Linked DNA regions of Mus musculus: region 2 is linked to region 1. A link is a contact called in public Hi-C data. All regions are on one chromosome and are shown on one strand. The core of a region is the stretch at or near the end of the contact, and the rest is flanking DNA. Distances in the headings are between cores, read along the strand shown. Region 1 overlaps Mgat5 (mannoside acetylglucosaminyltransferase 5). Region 2 overlaps Mgat5 (mannoside acetylglucosaminyltransferase 5).

Region 1 (5,497 bases), core at 25-2,524:
AACCTGCCATCTCGGCAACAGGAAGTGAAAGTAGGAAGATCAGAAGTTCAAAGCCATCCTCAGCTATAAAGCAAGTTCAAGGCCAATCTAAGCTATATGACATAAGAGGAGGGAAACTGTTCACAAAGACAGAAAGTGATTGTAGGGAACGTTCCACTTAATGGAAAGCAGGGATCCTCTCAGGCAAGGGAGGAGTCTTCGAAAGACATTTCAGAAGGCAAGAGACTGCTTAACCAATTTGTTTTAAAATCAAAAGACACTTTCTGGTCTAGCCTAAAGGGCAATCGAGATCTCCAGGAGGAGGCTAGAAACCCGGGGAAGCCACAGAGCAGACTCTCTTACAAAGTCGCTCCTCATCCGTACGTACCTCAGTGACATCCCTAGACGCATTACACTGAAACAAAAGATAGACAGTCTGGCCTCTAGTCAACGTCCACTGGCATGAAATGCCTGTTTTCCACATCTGTCTCCCTCTCAAAGGCAGAGTCTGCACCTTCCTGCTTGAATGCAGAACCTTGCATGGTGAGAGCAGTCCAGAAGCTCTATGGTACCTCCACAGCCTGAGACCTCGAGGGGATTCTAGAGCCAGTCACACTGGCAGCAATAACTATCATGGGTGTCTGCAGCACCCACGATGGAACAAAAGCCTACAAATCACCTCCCTCAGCATATGTATCTGTCCAACTCACTTTCACCCAAACCGAGGTCCACCTGCCCATCTGCCCCCACCAAGAGTTCTACCATCTCCCTAGGACTTTATATATTGCACAATCAAGAATCAGTTAAGGAAACTTGAGCCCCCAGAGTCCCGGGACACAGAATTGTTGTCCCACTGAACATGATGCTTCTGCTCAGCCAGGTTCTAGGTAGCGTTTCCATTGCTATGATAAAGTTCTAACCAAAAGCATCTTCGAGAAGAAAGGGTCTATTCGGCTTACCCTGCTGGGTCACAATCCATCACAGAGGGAAGCTGGAGCAAGAGCCTGGAGACAAGAAGCATATGCTTGCTGGCTCACTCACAGACCAGTGCTTAGCCAGCTTTCTTATATATGGACCATCTGCCTAAGAAATGGTGCTGCCCACAGTAGGCTAGGCCCTCCTGTATTAACTAGCAGTCAAGACAATCACCCACAGACATGCCCACAGGCCAATACGATCTAAGTATTTCCTCAACTGAGGCTTTATTAATATTAAGATAACTAGGATATGCGTGTGTGCGTGTGAAGCAAGACTCTACAGGCAGACTCCAGTGTCATGCAGAGACCACTGAGCATACTCTGACTCATGTCTCCATATCTTTCTCTTTCTCTACTCAAACATTCCTATACCCCTCTCTCTCTCTCTCTCTCTCTCTCTCTCTCTCTCTCTCTCTCTCTCTCTTTCTCCTGTTTCTTCCTCTCTTTCTCTCTCCCATCTTTCTCCCCCTCCCTCCCTCCTTCCCCCCACCCCCCTGGGAAACTACAAGGTTCACCCCCTAGATGCAGAGATGAAATGCTGACTAGAACACATAAAAGAGAGTAGCCATCTCACTTCTATTGACCACTTCCCACATTTGAAGTGAGCTATCCCCAGAAACAGCAGAAAGATGAATCACATCCCCATTGGGTGAAGGAGATCTGGAGGCCCTGAGCTAATTTCTCAGGCCAGCAGTATTTATTTCCTGGTCAAGTTTTGATGTTCCTTCGGTACTTTCCCAGAAAGCGCTTCCAGTCAGGACACTGCCTCAACTAAAGACCCAGAGTTCTTATTAAGAAAGGTTAATATAACATTATGGTTGTTGTTTGGTTTGGCCAATGGCTGAGAGATTACTTTTCTCTTTTTAATGATCTCTGTACCCTTCATGAATACAGATTGCAACATGAGACTTCCCCATCCAAAAACTGAAAATCTGGCTTGATTTCACAAGAGCACAATGGAAACAGTCATCTTCCATCTGCTGACTGCCCTTCATAAAACAAACGCCATCTTTAATATACATAAACTAAGCTACCACCAATTGAACTGGTAGAAGTCAAAAGTTTTTTAGATTTATGTGTCTGAGTGTTTTGCCTGCATGTGTGTATGCATATCATATGTATGCTTGGTGCCTGCAGAAGTCAGAAGAGGGCATTCAATCTCCTAGAGATGGAGTTACAGGTGGCTGTAAGCTACCACATGGGTGCTGGGAACTGAACCCAGGTCCTCTGCAAGAGTAGCATGTGTTCTTAATTGCTAAGCAGCTCTCCAAGCCCCATTTTTTTTTAAGGTCTCATAAATCCCATGCTGACCCCCAACTCACTATGTAGCTACCAGTGATCTTGAACTTCAGTTCCTGCTTCCTCCCAAGTATTTGACTTACAAGCCAGTGTCATCATGGCTGGCTTGTGAGGTGCTGGGGATGGAACTCTTGATATCAACCCTTTTGCATCTTAGAACCCAAGATCTGAAGGCAAGAGAGGGCTCTCCTAAGTCTCCCCTGTCTTGATGTATTCACAATTCCAAAGCCATCCAAAACTCTGATTAGACAAAAAGGGTACTTCCCAACCAGGAACCACCCCACAAATTTATCCCAAACATACACACCACACACACACACACACACACACACACACACACACACACACACACACGTTCCCTATTTCAAGAGAAGCAAGAAGAGCATTATGCAAAGCCACATTTTTACCCCAGTTTGTAGGGGCACAGGCTTGGTACAAACAGAATACAAACATTTTGCAAAAGGCTCATCTAGACAGAGCTGCTCCCCAGGAAAAAACTCAGAGTCAAATATAAGGCAACACAAGCAAATTGCAGTCTGTCTGGTCAGTGAAGTCCAGCGATGGAACAGTCCTTTCTTGCCATCACTTGGGAAACTTCCAAGTCTCAAGGCCTTATTAATGTGTCCCCTTTCCCTTTAAGAAACTGAGTATTTCTGAAAAGGCAAAAATGATAGAGAAGAGAGGGGCAGAGTATGGAAACATGAGGGATGCTCTATGACATATTTAGGAAAACTTTTATATGCATGCGCGCACATGCACAGTGCAGCATCTACTTTGCATGCATGTGGAGGTTAGAAGACAACCTGGACTGTCACACCCTTGAGCTTACCAAACAGGCTAGGGGCTGACTGGCCAAGAACCCCAGAGATCAGCCTGGTTCCTTCCAGTGCTGAGACTGCAAGTGCGCATCACCTTTCAGATTATTACTGTTCTATTATTGTTATTATTTCCATGGGTTCTGGGGATTAGAACTCAGGTACTCATGCCTGCACAGCAAGCACTTTACCAAGTAAGTCATCTCTTGGTTACTGAGTAAGCCCAATCATTAATTTACCACTCTGTAAGACCTGGGTAAAAGGTGGCTCAGTGTTTTAAGGGTATGTTTAAGGGTGTGTATGTTGTTGACAAACAAGCTAATTTTGTGCACAACCTTCTGCCTCCCTCACCCAACATTTGGTATTTACCCCCAAAACAACAGGAAACGAGAGAGAAGTGACTACTGGGGCTTAGGATGCTCAGCCAGGTCTGATCTTTCCATTCCCATGAAAGAACAGGGAAACTGCCAGTAGCCCTCCCCCAACCTACCCCCAGGTCACCTGCACTGAGGCCAGTCACCAGAAGGAGCCCTTTGCTTAGGGATTCTCCTTTTTGTGGTTGTCTTAATTAGAGACTAAGAACTGGAGGCTAAGAACAAGATATGGTTTTACAAAAACTATAGTACAAAACTTTTAAAGCATCTTTGTGGGCTGTGTGGTCATTGCTCACACAGTAGGTAGGTGCGTGCCTATCATGCACAGAAGCCAGGTTACATCCCTAGAACTATATAAGCTAGTTATGGTGTTGCCTATAATTCTAGCACTTTGAAGGTAATGGCCAGAGGATCAGAAAATAAGGTCAGTCTCAGCTACACAGGAGTTTCAGGCTAGCCTGGGCTGTATGAGGCCCTGCCACTCACAAAGTTCAGCCAAGAAAGGCCAAGCAGGCATAAGGAGTTGGGTGGAACTATAGCCACTCAACTGTTCCTTCCCTGGATGGTGAGCTTCCTGGCTGCCTAGACTCTGCTGTGGACCTTGGAACTATATAATTTCTTAGCTTTTCTTTAGTGGGACAAAGTCCAAGACCTGAGGACTAACCCAACTTTCATAAAGGGGAGCCTGATCCCCAGTAGCAGGGAGGGGTGGGGAAAGCCAGTTTTTGATGCACATATGCACGTGTTATTTTGAGTGCCAAATAGAAGAATAAATAAGGTACTGGAAATAAGAGCATATCTAATCTCTGTTGTTCAGAATATTCCTAAATAGTTAGATCAGCCATTCTTTGTCCACATTCCCCAACCTACCTACCTCATTTGTCCCACTAAAGAAAAGCTAAGAAGTTATATAGTTCCAAGGTCCACAGGCTTCCATTCCTTAGGAACCAATATGCTTTGAACAGCCAGCTTGGTTTAATATAGTTTATTTTTGCACGATGCATGGTGCATTGGCATGGCAGTGGAATGAATAATATACAAACTTTCTTTATTGCTCTCATTAAGTACATATCTGGTCATTCCCAAACTTTTTGAATTCATTCATTTCTAAACGCTACGAGACCAAATCAAATGAGTTTATTTAAGATAAATCTAAAGACAGGTGTATTGACTGCTTTTCTCCTTGCTGGGACCAAGACCCAACAAAGGCAACTTAAGTATTTTGGCTCACAGTTTTAGAACACAGCCAGCCATGGAGGGGAAGTCTCCAGGGTAGGCATGTTGAGGCATCTGGACACAATGCAACCCCAGTCAGAAAGTTAGGAGCAATGAATGGATGATGGTGCCCAGCTCATTCTTTTCTTTTCTTTTTCTTTTCTTTCTTTTTCTTTTCTTTCTTTCTTCCCTTCCCTTCTTCCCTTCCCTTCTTCCCTTCCCTTCTTCCCTTCTCTTCTTCCCTTCCCTTCTTCCCTTCCCCTTCCCTTCCTTCCTTCCTTCCATCCTTCCTTGAATATCTTATTCAGTCTAGGGGTAGTGCCGCCCACATTCAGTGTGGGTCTTCCCTGTTCAGTTAAATCTTCTCTGAAGATGTCCTCACAGCTATGTCCAGACCTGTGTCTCCTAGAGATCCATTCAAGTTGACGACGAAGAGTGACCATACATACAACTGATAAATTGAGTGGCATTGCTAATAATATGACTGGCCTTTTGCAAATGCATGTCACCTTAGAGAATACTAGTCTATTTTGGGGGTTGGTTTGTTTGTTTGTTTGTTTGTTTGTAACTGGAGAGCAAGGAGATGGCTCAGTGGATGACCATCTGTTGACAAACTTTAGGACCCATACAGTGGGAGAATACTAGCTCCTGTTCGCTGCATGTCGTTGTCCTCTGACATCCATAAGTACCCTATGGTGCACATGTAAACATACATGTACTCATCCACATATGTACATGTGTACACATACGTTAAAAAATGTTTTAAAGAGACATTCTTAAAATTGACCCAAGGGAGGCTAGGGAGTTACTTGACAGTTAAGAGCACTTGATGTTCGTG
Region 2 (5,736 bases), core at 512-3,011, 120 kb before region 1:
GGGTCACCTCTGGGCAGCTATGTAAGGAATTGAAGGACAGCCAGGAAAGGGAAAAATAGCTTAAGCATTTATAGGGCCTTGGCTCAAACAATTAAGACTGACATTTCAGAAATTTGTTTTAGCATGGAAACATCTAGATGATGTCATACTGATAACTTTGGAAAGGGAGAGCTCTCTATCCTTAGCCTTCAAATCAATGGTTTTATTCACTAATTCTTACATTTCAACAATAGAGCCTTCCTGTGCCATGGGGACTTAATCATAACTTACTAGCACAAACACTGTCTAGTATAGTACTTGGGTACTTGGTTTTACAATCTATGGCTAATTAGAAATAAAGCAAAAGTAGGGAAATGGAGAGCAACAGCAGGAAACAGAGGTGACAGGAAATGGCTCTCATGGAGACCTCTCCGAGCCCAGCAGCAGTGCCAGGGAGTGCATCGGTCCAAACACAATCTGTAACACCCATCCATTATGTCGATGGATGATCACAGACTGTCCCAGAGAGAGGTTGGCTCTGGAAGCAAGGTAGTAATCTCCCCCTTCAGACCCAAACATGTCTAAGAAGAAGCTGGCCCTGTGACCCTATGGCAGAGAAAGGAGACTGGCAAGACAACCTGGTATCATGCCTCGAGGAGAGCCAGAGTGGGAGCCCTTTCCAGTCAAGGCTACTGTCTATTCTGTGCATAAAAATGTCTCAGGTGGGAACTGGCAGCTGTGAGGTAACTGTGTTGAGGCTCTTGGTCAAGGCCCCCGCAGAATCGTTTCTTCCTCAGCCAATTTCTATGGGGTGCTGAAGACCCAATTCGATGACCACACCCGCTTGTTCTATCAGGTTACTGCAGTTGTCTACTGGATACTGTGTAAGTCTCCAAGTTGATGTTTTACAATCTACCTGCCTTTTGGTTTTTTTTTTTTTTTTTTAAACTTTTGCTTGCTACATGCTCAATAAAGTCACTCATTTGAAACTAACACTATAGCTACTGTAAGTCATTCTCTGGACCACACAGAAAAAGCCTTCACTGCACACGCTTATTAAATGCCACACAAACACCAGCAAGGGCGGCAAAGTAGTCTGAGCTCAGTAGCTAGGCAGCCAGCAAAACATGAGACTGTATTTAAAATAGTCCTCATTCAGAAAAGGCATGCGCGTGTGTGCTATGCATGTATATTCCCACATGTGGGTATATGTATGCATCTGTGCAGGTAGAGGCGAGAGGTTTATGTCATGTATCTCGTTCAGTGGTTCTCCACTTTGTATGCTCAGGCAGCCTATCACTTGAACCAGAACACACTGGTTTGTTGACTCTGGCAGTGCCATCTCCACCCACTTGGCTGGGGGTGGGGGTGGAGGGGAGAGGAAGGGTGGGGGATGGGGCTGGAACTGCGGGCACACCACTATTCTTCCTTGGCATTTCTACATGTTCTGGAGATCAGAACTCACAGGGCAAGTGCCAAGCCATCTCCCCAGCTCTGAGATTACCTTTTCTTTTAAAAGTTTCCTGCTCAGTCAGGCAGTGGTGGCTCACACCTTTAATCCTAGTACTCGGGAGACAGAGGCAGACAGATCTCTGTGAGTTTGAGGACAGCCTGGTCTATAGATTGAGTTCCAGGACAGCCAGGGCTACACAGAAAATCCTGTCTCAAAAAAAAAAAAAATGCTCATGCTCAAATGATTACGATTGAACTGTGTGGAAAGAGCGGGTTGACATGGAAGACCTTATTCCTTTCCCGGACGTAACGTCCCCTTAGCAACATGGATACGATGCTGGGATATGCTTAGTAACTGCTCATTTGGAGGTGATCTGCAGCCTTTCCCATGTGGCTTCTACTGGTAACTTGTACTGAACACTCTTCTCTAGGACATTTCTAAATCTCTTCACAAAAAGTTTATGAGGGCTTTCAATTCCAATTACTGAAAAAAAAAAAGTATTCCCAAGGAAAAATTTCAAAGGCACATACTTTTTCAGATAAGGGTTCTGAGACTCGCAAGCCCAGATAAATGATTATCTAATTAACCTTTGCGCCTGCCTCCGGTAGCTTTCTGAAAGGCAGGGTCCACCCAGGAATACTCACGGAACATGGTGTAAAACTGCTGCGGGTTCAGATTCCACTTTCCCCAGGGGGTCTTGTGGCCTTTTGACTGGGCATAGCTCGCATGATTGAACTCAGGTTCTGTTCCAAAGGAGTCTAGCACCCGGAGCATGCACCTGCAAGGAGAGCACTGCGTGTCACACTATAACCCCGATGGTGTAGCGCGAGAGACAAAAGCAAACGGACAAACACTTCAAAGTAGAATTGCCACCGGGAAGCAGCTTAGGTCTTGTTTTCTTACTTGCTCATTTTGCAATTGGGTTTATGGTTCTGGGAGTTAAACCCAGCTCCGCCTGCCAGCTAACTAAACTCTCTCCTTCTAAGCTACACCCCTGACCAGGTGGTTTTGGAGTCTTAACCACGGTAAGCAGCCACACCTACAAAGAGGGTGTCAGGCATCCAGGCAGGCAGAACGGGCTAGCCACTGAAGGCGGCCCAAATACCAGTGAAAAAAGGTCCAGGGATGCTGGAGGGGGCCTGCAGGACTCATTGCAGTGACCTTAGCACCCGGTAGGGCTGGGTACACAGTGACTAATGAGCATAATGACAGAAAGGAAGCACCATTGTCTCTACAGATCTTATTCTGCTTAGGGCACAGGGCATGCGGCAGGGCTTTTAGCCTCTGTCAACCTTCCCACCAATTATTTGACGTTAGATCATGCCTGTGCCACAGATACAGGTATCTCTTCATACTGGAAAGGCACTCCTCTCACTGGTATACTGATGTCATTTGAAGGCAGGGTTTGGGGGGATAATTAGTGATAGATGTGGGCCCACGATGCCACTAGTGGCTTATGAGGAGATAACTAGTGACCCAAGGCAGAACTTTGCACAGTAGGATATGTGCCTTCCCTGGATGGGGGCCACTCCGTCTTGAAGTTTTCAGCTTCTAACAGTGAGCAATAAATTCCATTTCACAATAAACGAGTCTGGCTCCAGTATTAGGTTGTAGTAACACAAAACAGACTTCAATCTCATCTAGCAGACGGGGTGGCTTTTATATATCCAACTATAACATACTAGTTCCTGATTGCTAGTTCGACTAGAAACTGATGCAGTACAATATAGTCTCATTGGTCTATTAAACTGAGCCAAACCTGACCCAGCAGTCCTTAGTATAGCCGTGATCTAAGAGTTGGTTTTATATACTTTGGTGTGCCTGGGTATGTGTTTGTTTGTGTATGCATATGCGCACAAGGGAGAATGAATGTGTGTGTGTGTGTGGGGGGGGGGGGTCAGGGTTCAATTTGGGACTAACATTCTCCAGGCACCATCTACCTTGGCTTCTTTTGAGACAAAGTCTCTTGCTGACCTAAAGTTTGCCAAATAGGCTAGGCAGGCTGGCCAGGGGGGCCTAGAATCTTCCTGTCTCTAACCCTCCCTCCCCACAGCACTAGTGTTAAAAGCATATACCACCATATCCATCCAGCTTTGTCATGTGGGCCCTGGGGCCAGAACTCAGGTCCTGAAACACTGCACAACCCTTCCTTCACTGACTGAGCTCCCTCCCTTAGCAAGGTTTCACATTCTCAAATGATTTTAAAAGACACAACAGAGGAAAATTCCATGAATCTCACTCATATTTCCACAATGGGAAGTAAAAGTTTTACTGGAACCTGGCCACATTCTGCTGTTGATAGTCTGTCTATAACTTGGCGAGTGTCTTCAAGCTGTGATGGCACAGCGGAAAAGCTGTGGCACAGATGATACCAGCTTGCGCAGCACACACTAATCACAAGCTGGTTTTTACAAGAAAGCATTCTGAGCACAGGTTGGGGTGGCACAGGGGATGGCTGGGAGGAAGAAATCAGAGAACCAACATTATTGATTGGGGCTTCGCTGATTAACTGAGGATTTTCAAAACATGTAAAATAAGCGTGCAAGGTTGGCCAATGGGGACAGTTCTTTGCTGTTGTTCTCTGGCACTAGACTTCTGAGCAACTGCCACTAACTAAATAAGATTGAAGCCCACATTTTGGACAGATTTAGGACACATTTAGGACAGATGGTGGCAACACTTTTAAGGATTCTTTCTTCTTCCTTTCCTTATTAACAGGAAACTCTGCTAAATTTTTGCAAATTTTCACTTTGAGGTAAGATTCTGAAAACAAAATAAAGTAAAACCAGTGAAGTCCAAATTCCAGATTACATCCTCCAGGGAATACAACTGTCAACTGAAGTCTCTTTACGCTCACCTTGCCACCAATTGTCTACACAAGGAAAAGACAAGAAGGACAGAAGGGCCTGGCCTCAGAGTGAACGGCACTGGGACATAAGAGTGAGAGGCAGAGTGTCCTCGATTGGATTTTTAGGTGGCTTTTTTGGATGCATTCTCAGCGTGATGATAGATCTCTCTTTTGGGGATATGTATGTTCATGTGTACACATGTGTTCTTGTGTGTTCACAGGTATGTGTTCACAGGTCTTGCACGCATAGGTGCATGCAAGCATGTAGAAACCAGAGGTCAAATTCTGGTGTCAGTCCTCGAAAGCCACAAACTGGGACGTAGAGACAGGAGGACCTCTAGTTCAAGGTCCTCCCTGGCTACAGGTCGGAACTACAGTTATACCTGTGCTGTGTTAAGCTTTATGCCATGGCTTGGATGCCCTCTGTGTGGCAGAAACATCAGGAACCTTCTAAGGATTTAAACAGGTTTTTGCCCCAATGCCCAAGGCAGCTGGCCTGTCTCTAAGAGGGACCTTGGCAGCAATGCCAAATGACTCCTGGAACATTGCTCTTGTTCAAGGGTACACTACAGTGAGAGAGATACTCAGAAGCACAAGGCCTACTTTCTAGATGAGAATTTGGTGTAAAAGCTGGCATGCTGTGGACCATTTGTATCTCACATTCTTGTGCATCCTCAACACTCGGCAAAGGACTCCTGTGGAACAGAAGGGGTGGTGTTCTGTAGTACACGCTAGAATACTAGTAGCCTGCCAGAATTTAATAAGTTTAATCGAATGTCCTAGGTCCTTATTCAAATTAGACAGAATTCATAAGTGTTTTTCCAAGGTCATACAAACAGACCTAAAGGGCTTACTGCTCATTGAGAGGTCTGACGACACCACAACATGGAAGGCAGCCCTCATCACCTGCCATCAAGCAAGATGACCATAGTCTGACAGCCTCTTTTGTGTGCATGTGTTGTATATGTGTGTGCATGTCTCTATATGTGAGCATATGTACCACATGCGTGTGCATGTGTGTGTGTGCATGTATATATGCCCGAAAGCTAGAAGTTTCTTAATAGTTCCCTGTTTTATTTTCTGAGACTGAATCTCTCAGTGAATTTAGAACTCAACTGAGTTGGCTAGAGTACTTGGCCTGAGAGCTCCAGGAACCTCCAGCCTCCATTTCTCCATGCTGGGATTGCAAATGTGCACCATCCTACTGGACTTTTTAGATGGACCTCCAGACTGAGGTCCTCATGTTGTACTCAAGCACCTTGCCAACCAAGGCATCTCATTGGTTCCCCTCCATCCTTTGATGTTTTGGAGACAGGGTCTCATGTAACCTAGGCTGCCCTCATATACCACAAGTGCTCAAGGATCCCCTGGGCTTCTGTACCTCCCAAGTGCCAGGATTACAGGCAGGCTCGGCCACACTGCTTTATTAGGTGCTGGGATTGAACCCAAGGCTTCC

What was found. Hi-C and Micro-C count contacts between places; a contact is called where the count stands out from the background.
Region 2: a contact with region 1 is called in a Hi-C map of liver, with 2.0 times the contacts expected there. The contact joins two enhancer-like sites. A contact is called at or near these places in 2 of 15 datasets of contacts at CTCF or cohesin (CD8 T cells and large pre-B cells) and 11 of 484 Hi-C or Micro-C datasets (B cells, the HL-1 cell line, double positive thymocytes and 5 more).

Annotation. Positions count from the first base shown.
Region 1 is chr1:127,274,633-127,280,129 of GRCm38.p6, reverse strand. The region is part of intron 2 of Mgat5 (mannoside acetylglucosaminyltransferase 5); the gene reads right to left. Among named protein-coding and RNA genes, the nearest start is that of Gm51747, 23 kb to the left of the region's middle. Within about 2 kb of position 1,274, at least 11 of the 459 cell types and tissues checked have an H3K27ac peak or open chromatin away from gene starts, as enhancers often do. A contact at or near this core is called in liver, where this site is marked.
Region 2 is chr1:127,393,981-127,399,716 of GRCm38.p6, reverse strand. It overlaps Mgat5 (mannoside acetylglucosaminyltransferase 5), which reads right to left. Exons shown (of 18, transcript NM_145128.3): 11 at 2,077-2,210. The region is part of intron 5 of Gm51746 (a long non-coding RNA gene); the gene reads left to right. Among named protein-coding and RNA genes, the nearest start is that of Gm23734, 22 kb to the right of the region's middle. Within about 2 kb of position 1,761, at least 13 of the 459 cell types and tissues checked have an H3K27ac peak or open chromatin away from gene starts, as enhancers often do. A contact at or near this core is called in liver, where this site is marked.